Linked DNA regions of Mus musculus: region 1 is linked to region 2. A link is a contact called in public promoter capture Hi-C data. All regions are on one chromosome and are shown on one strand. Each heading gives the region's core, a stretch centred on a gene start, on an enhancer-like site or on the middle of the called end of the contact. The rest is flanking DNA. Distances are from core to core; before and after follow the strand shown.

Evidence for each region. Promoter capture Hi-C pulls out the DNA fragments that hold promoters and counts their contacts.
Region 1: a contact with region 2 is called in a promoter capture Hi-C map of hippocampal neurons, with 8 times the contacts expected there. The contact joins the promoter of Ky here to the enhancer-like site in region 2. A contact is called at or near these places in 4 of 39 promoter capture datasets (the 3T3-L1 cell line, hippocampal neurons, pre-B cells and 1 more) and 2 of 115 datasets of contacts at active chromatin or transcription factors (astrocytes and cardiomyocytes).

Annotation. Positions count from the first base shown.
Region 1 is chr9:102,504,128-102,507,535 of GRCm38.p6, forward strand. It overlaps Ky (kyphoscoliosis peptidase), which reads left to right and starts at 2,011. Exons shown (of 11, transcript NM_024291.3): 1 at 2,011-2,151. The coding sequence starts at 2,016.
Region 2 is chr9:101,178,966-101,182,000 of GRCm38.p6, forward strand. It overlaps Ppp2r3a (protein phosphatase 2, regulatory subunit B'', alpha), which reads right to left. Exons shown (of 14, transcript NM_001161362.3): 5 at 1,370-1,472. Among named protein-coding and RNA genes, the nearest start is that of Gm24338, 42 kb to the right of the region's middle. Within about 2 kb of position 1,471, at least 33 of the 459 cell types and tissues checked have an H3K27ac peak or open chromatin away from gene starts, as enhancers often do. A contact at or near this core is called in hippocampal neurons, where this site is marked.

The DNA.
Region 1 (3,408 bases), core at 761-3,260, 1.3 Mb after region 2:
GACCCCTCAAGCAGAGCACAGTACACAGAGGTAGGCATGGCTTCTGCCCATGGTGTGGAGAGTGTGGCAACTTTCTTACATCTCAGTGGCCAGCCAGGATGCGCAGCTAGTTCCAACCAGTGATCCAACTAGGCCCTGCTTCCTGAAGGTTCCACAGCTTCCTCAAACAGCATCAACTGTGTGTGTGGGGGTGGGGGGCAAGTCTCTTAACAATGGCCAGGTGGGGACATATCACATGCAAACCGTACCACTGTCTCTTGAAGGACTTAGGCCAGTGGTTCTCAGCCTTCCTAGTACGGTGACCCTTTAGTACAATTTCTTGTGTTGTGGTGACCCCCCAGCCATAAAATTACTTTTGTTGCTACTTCGTAAATGTAATTTTGCTACTGTTATGGACTGTAGTGTAAATATCTGATATGCAGGATATCTGATCTGATGTGTGGTTCCTGTGAAAGGGACCTTTGACTCCCCAACCCTAGGGGTCTAGACCTACAAGTTGAGAACCACTGACTTAGAACACACTGGGTGAAGGAGGTGAGTGCAGGTCCTCATGGTTGCCTAAACCACCTCCAGGACCCAGCAGGTTTGTATAATCCAGTCCTTTCTTTCTCAGCCTCTGTGTGTGTGTGTGTGTGTGTGTGTGTGTGTGTGTGTGTGTGTGTGTGTGTGTGTGTGTGTTGACACACATATAGTCAGGGAATAGGGCTCACTTTAGCAGAATGAAACCTATCTAGTCCACCATCTGTCTCCCCTGTCCATCAAGAGACTCAGCTGTCTAGCTACACCAGTTCAACATTGTTAGAAGCCGACAGACATCCAGTTAGAGAAGACACAGTGGCGACCCAATGCTGAGACAATGGAGAGAAATGGTCCAAGGTCACATGGCCAGCAAGTGGTGGCACTGCTGCTGGAACATAGCTTGTATCAGAGTGGCTGTTTCAAGGACAAGGTGGAGAGCTCTCAGGAGCCATGGACCAAGGTGGAGTCACAGAGCAAGCAAGGCCTCCTGCAGAGGTGGCATCTATTACCTGTGTCAACACAAATTAGGGAATTGTCTCCCACCTGGTTGAACCACAGTGCCAAAGGCTCCCAAGCAAAAGCCATGTAAACACTCCTTGGACCTACAGCCAAATGCCCTGTCGCTGTTGGCTGGGCAGAGCAGGCCTGGCTAAAAATAGAAGGGGCTCTCAGGTCCAGCTCCCTGACAGCAGCTGGCAGCTCCCAGTTCCTTTCTTTCTCTCTCTCTCTCTCTCTCTCTCTCTCTCTCTCTCTCTCTCTCTCTTTCTCTCTCTCTCTCTCTCTCTTCCCCTCAGGCAAGAGCTAGTCTTCCCGAAGGAATGGGGAATTTTAAGACCTCCATCTCAGGAAAAATAAGATTGTTAGCTTGATGCCCAGTACATATGACCCAGGGTCTGACACAGTCATCAATGACAGTTGGGGACTTCACCATAAAGCCTCAATCTACGAAAACTATCGACTTTCACAATCTACCCAAGGGAACAAAGAAGTCAAGGCTAAAGATGTGGCCAACATCTGCTCACTCTGCAATTCAACCTTCTTGCCTTTCTTTTCCAAAACTATACCAGTTCTGATTTGAGGTTTCAGGGTTGGCCAGTGACTTCTCTTAGGGGATAGATGGTGGCTATGAGGCAGCACTCAGCCCAGCCACAGAGAAAACTTTGCTGGAGCCCAATACCTGCACTTCCGTTGTACAGGGAGGAAGGGTCATAAACCCTGCAAAGTGCATCCTGGGTGCAGTTCAGGGCCGCGCCCGGGGATTTCCTTTCAAAGGTGACTTAGAGGCACTTCAGGAGGATAGCGCCCTCCCGGGCGGGTTCTAATGGTGAATTTGGCAGAGTCAGCGAAACTGCGCCCGGCGGACCTGGCGGCGGGGCAGCGCCCTCTCCCGCGCCCTCGCCCTCTCCCGCGCCAGGCAGCAGCGCGCACGGGGCCATTTGCAGCCTAGGCAGCCTCGCGAGCAGCCGCTGCGCGCGGGCCGGGAGGGAGGCGGCACCATGGAGCTGAAGAAGGACAGCAACGCTGTGGCCATCGACATGCTGCTCATCGTGCACTCCGAGAAGCGGCGCGCGGCGCAAGCCACGCACTTGGACCCGCAGGCGAACCCGGGCGCGCTGCTGCAAAACCGAGGAGGTAACACCCGCCTGGCCCGGGTCCTCAGAATCCCTGGGCACCTCGGCCACTAAGCCCCCGGGTCCTCTCGCCGGGGGGCGCCTAAGCAGCACCCCCCTCCCCAACGAGGCTAATCCGAACCTCTCCGAACCTCTCCCAGACCGCTGCTTGTGCCCTGGCGCCAGGGCACCTGCGTTCCTTGGCAACGCACAGCGCACTGGTTGCCCCAGGCCTGTTTTCTCCCGCTATTCTCTGAAGGGTGCAAAACACATAGAAAAATGCTCTTCAGAAAGAAACCAGGGCCTTAGGCTGATCACGTGTAGCAGAGGCCTAGTCCCCAGTCAGCATGCAACTCACCATAAGTTACCAGGGACCCCAAAGGGTCCCTGTACTGAGTCAGACTTTAAGATAACTTAGAGTCTCAGTTTCCCCTTTCGTAAGCCTCTCTTTTCGCCTCCAACAGATATAAGGACTGAATGGGTGAAGGGAACCTGGGCTGGGGTGGAGTAGTGTTTGAAGTCTCCTGACCGTACTTGAATTTAGCTTCAATTTTACTTCTTCTGCAGACTTTGGGAAAACGAAAACTGAGAAGTGATTGCTTATAGGGTGATTGCAGAAGGCAGAATCTGCCTCTATTCTACACACACACACACACACACACACACACACACAACTTGTATAGCGTATAAAGGGTGCCGAACGGACGCTCAGGAAATCACCGAAAAATGTAGGGGCCTCGTGGCGCTGGTCTTGGAGGGAGCCTCTGAAGCTGACTTGAGGGTCTAACTCTGCACCACTTCTTTAGCAGAGATGCCTGCCGGCTGCACAGAGAAAGATGACTGCTACCATCCCACTCTCCCTCCAGCTCCCACGTTTCTTGGGACCCCCTCCCGCTGCTCTATCTGCCCCCCACTCCCAGCTTCTGTGCGCATGATGCACCCACAGCCTGTCCACCTGCTGTGCGAGGGCAGCGGTTCTCTAGACAACCTTGATCCATCAGCCACATGCGCTGGAGCTATGATGCAGCCCCTGGGGAGCTGGAAGGGAGGCATTAAGGGAAAGAGAGACTGGAGAACTGAGAGTGTTCGCAGCAGTTAGAGTTTAGGACGGAGTGTGAGGACGGGAGCTGTTTAGGTTAATAGATCCTGTAGTTCTCCGATGCTGCTCCTGGGAGAAAGGATTAGACCCTCTCAGGGTCTTTGAAGGAGAAAGAAAATGTCCTCCACGTCTTGATGGGAATGAGATGGCGCCCGTCGCATGTAACACAATCCAGAAGAC
Region 2 (3,035 bases), core at 221-2,720:
TGTTGTTTTCATTTATTTGGTTCCATCAGTGCAAATTGTCCCAAACAATTGTGTTCCCTGGATGAGTAAATAGAGAGCTATGGAGATAGCATAAATCACTAATCTCCCTGAAATCCGGGGTAGTAATAAGGCCTACTGCCCTTAACTTAAATGATTCCTAGGCTGGAAAGCTCTGATACGCAGGCTTTGTGTCTTGTTTTTCTCGCCTACACATGCTTTCTTTTTACTGTGCTCCTGCCTACCTTTATGGGCTAGTGGCAACTGTCCTTGCAAACCTCAGTATAATTGATTCAAGTTTCCATTCTCTTATTTCATCATTCATCCACTGGTTTCTTGAGACAGCTCTTGGTATTTTAATAGTGTAGGTTATATCCTCTTGCTGTCTCCAGTGCTAGGATTACAGGCAGGCACGAGCAAGCACCATCATGCACAGCTCTTTTTCCTATTCTAATCTTCTGTTACAAATAGATCTTAGTGGGAAATCAGAGAGCCATTTAGATATGTGCGTAAACCAAAGAGTCAGGATTCACCGAACTCCCAGACTACAGAGTTCGTGACAGTTATTCTGATTATTTCATAGCCTTTTCTTGTTTCTGACCAGATTCTTTAAAGATTTCCATACAACATTATTTTGATTATATTCTTTCTCAACTTTGATCCTCAACTTTGTTTTTCTCATTCTTAGAAACAAACAACAAGAAAACATCCCGTCCTGGTCCCCCTACCCCCCTCGCAACCTAGTTCATTTTATGTTGGCCAACTCTTCCAAACTCTTCCAATGAGGTTTGCCCTGGAGAACTGTTGATACACCCAGGATCACTCCATTAAGAAAACTGATTTTATCTCTTCCAAATACTATCAGTTCCTGCTAGGTTCTTAACGATGGCTGATGTTAAATTCTACAGTTTCCTGAGATGCTCCATGCTTACCGCGACTGGCTAGGGAGGAGGCTGGATACAGTGGAAACAGCCCTGCTTTGTCCATTTTATACTGAGTTTTGTTTTAGATTCCATCTAACAAGATTTTTTTACTACTAAAACAATTTGAAAACCATTCTTAACAATCTGGCTTCTAGATGTATGTAGCTCAGTTGCATAGTTACACTTTAAAATGAAAAATTATAGTTATACTTTACAAGTATAGATATACTTTAAAATGAAAAAAAATCACCATAAGGTATATGGTGGTATATACCTTAATCCTAGCATTTGGGATTAAGAGTTTGATGTTAGCACTGGCTATACAGTAAGACGCCGTTATTAACAAACAAAAAATTTCAGAAACAACCAGCCAAAGAAACAAACAAAAAACCCCCTTTCATACTCCAAAAATAAATTCCATTTTTAAAAGGTACAAAAAAAAATATCACCTGAAGTAAAGGGATAAAATCCTCTTGTTCTAGATAGCTGCAGCTGGGCTTTGCCAGAAGCCAGATGAACTTGGCAGCATCGTCATGACGGTTACTTAGCAACCTACAAAAGAAACACTGGTTAGGAAGATCTGGTGCTCAGAACATACAATGACTACACACTTACAGGCTGGTAATTTTAGGCTGACTTGGGTGCTATTTAGATTAAGAATCAAATGTTCTTTGTCTTTTCATTTTCAGTGCTGGGAATTAAAGGGTAAGCTTTGTGCAAGTCCCCTACTACTGTTACCCCTGACCATGGCTTCCATGCTTCTGGTTTTTGTCAAAGGAGTGTCAATTACAGGATGGTGAACTTTTCTTCTGGGATGTTTTTGAGACCGAGACCATGGGGTGAAACTAACTGATAAAGGTAAATGTGTTATTAGGGAGAAGGCTCATTCAGTTAAGCCTCACGGGGCTTTAAACTCTGACTTTTAAAGAACAAGCTTCGGGACGAAGCCCTCTGTCACGTGTTCTGACTTTCTAGAATTCCTCACCTCCAACCATAGTTCCATAGACCCTGACAGAAAAGTCAAAGCACTGAAAAAGCAAAACAACTACTTTTTCCTGGACTTTGTTTTTTATGTTTGTTAGTTTTTGTAAAAATGGTGGTGCTAAGCCAGGCAGAGGTGGCACATGACTTTAATGCCAACACTTGGGAGGCAGAACTAGGGCAATCTTGGTGAGTTTGAGGCCAGCCTGGACTACAGAACTAGTTCCAGGACAGCTAGTTCCAGGACAGAAACCGTGTCTTGAAAACAAAACCCAGAACAATAACAATAGGGAAAAGGGTGCTACTCAGACTTTGTTTTCTGGGTTTGAAACTTTGGGGTCATTTAATTTTTTCTTATCATCTATATCTAATTATTAACTCCAGATTTTCTGATTTTCCTTCATTAATCAAATTGATTATTGAATGCAAACTGTATGTCAGGTATTTTATCTGGCCTTGAATGGGTTTGGATAAAAGAAAATGAGATAGTTTTATTCCCTATAAGGAATGTACAGTTCAGTGTTTGGTTTCCAACAGAATCATACGACTGTGGAACCACTGCGGTATTGAGTAATGAGTACAGCTGTCATGAAAGCACAGAGCAGGCCCGTGAGATTTCCAGCAGAGAAAAATAGGAAAGAAAGAAGTGTTGTGGTGAGGAGGGCCGCATGCACAGATGCCTGGTGAGAGAGTCATTACAGCGTCTGGGCAACACCCAGTGCAGAGCTCGTAAGAGGAGGGGAGAATTTAAGGTGCTTGTTCTAAATCCAGCCCAAAGGCACTCTGACAGCAGGGAAATGATTTCCTTATGCTTAGGACTTCACTATTCAACTTCAAATTCTATACAGCTCTCACTAACAGAGTAAGCCAGGATGCATGTGTCTATGTCAAAATATTGTAATTCTATATTATCACCTTCTAGTTATTCTTTGTGCTTGAATACTTTTTGGTCTTAAAATATGGTATCTTATATTGCAGCCCACACTATGCAGGAATTCATAGCAATCTTCTTACATCAGCTTTCAAAGTGCGGGGATTACAGGCATGAACCCTTATGCTTGGCTTAAACATTTTATATAAAATACTCAAACTGCTTGCTATGAAGGGTGAAAATCACAAAAAACTTCAAAAACT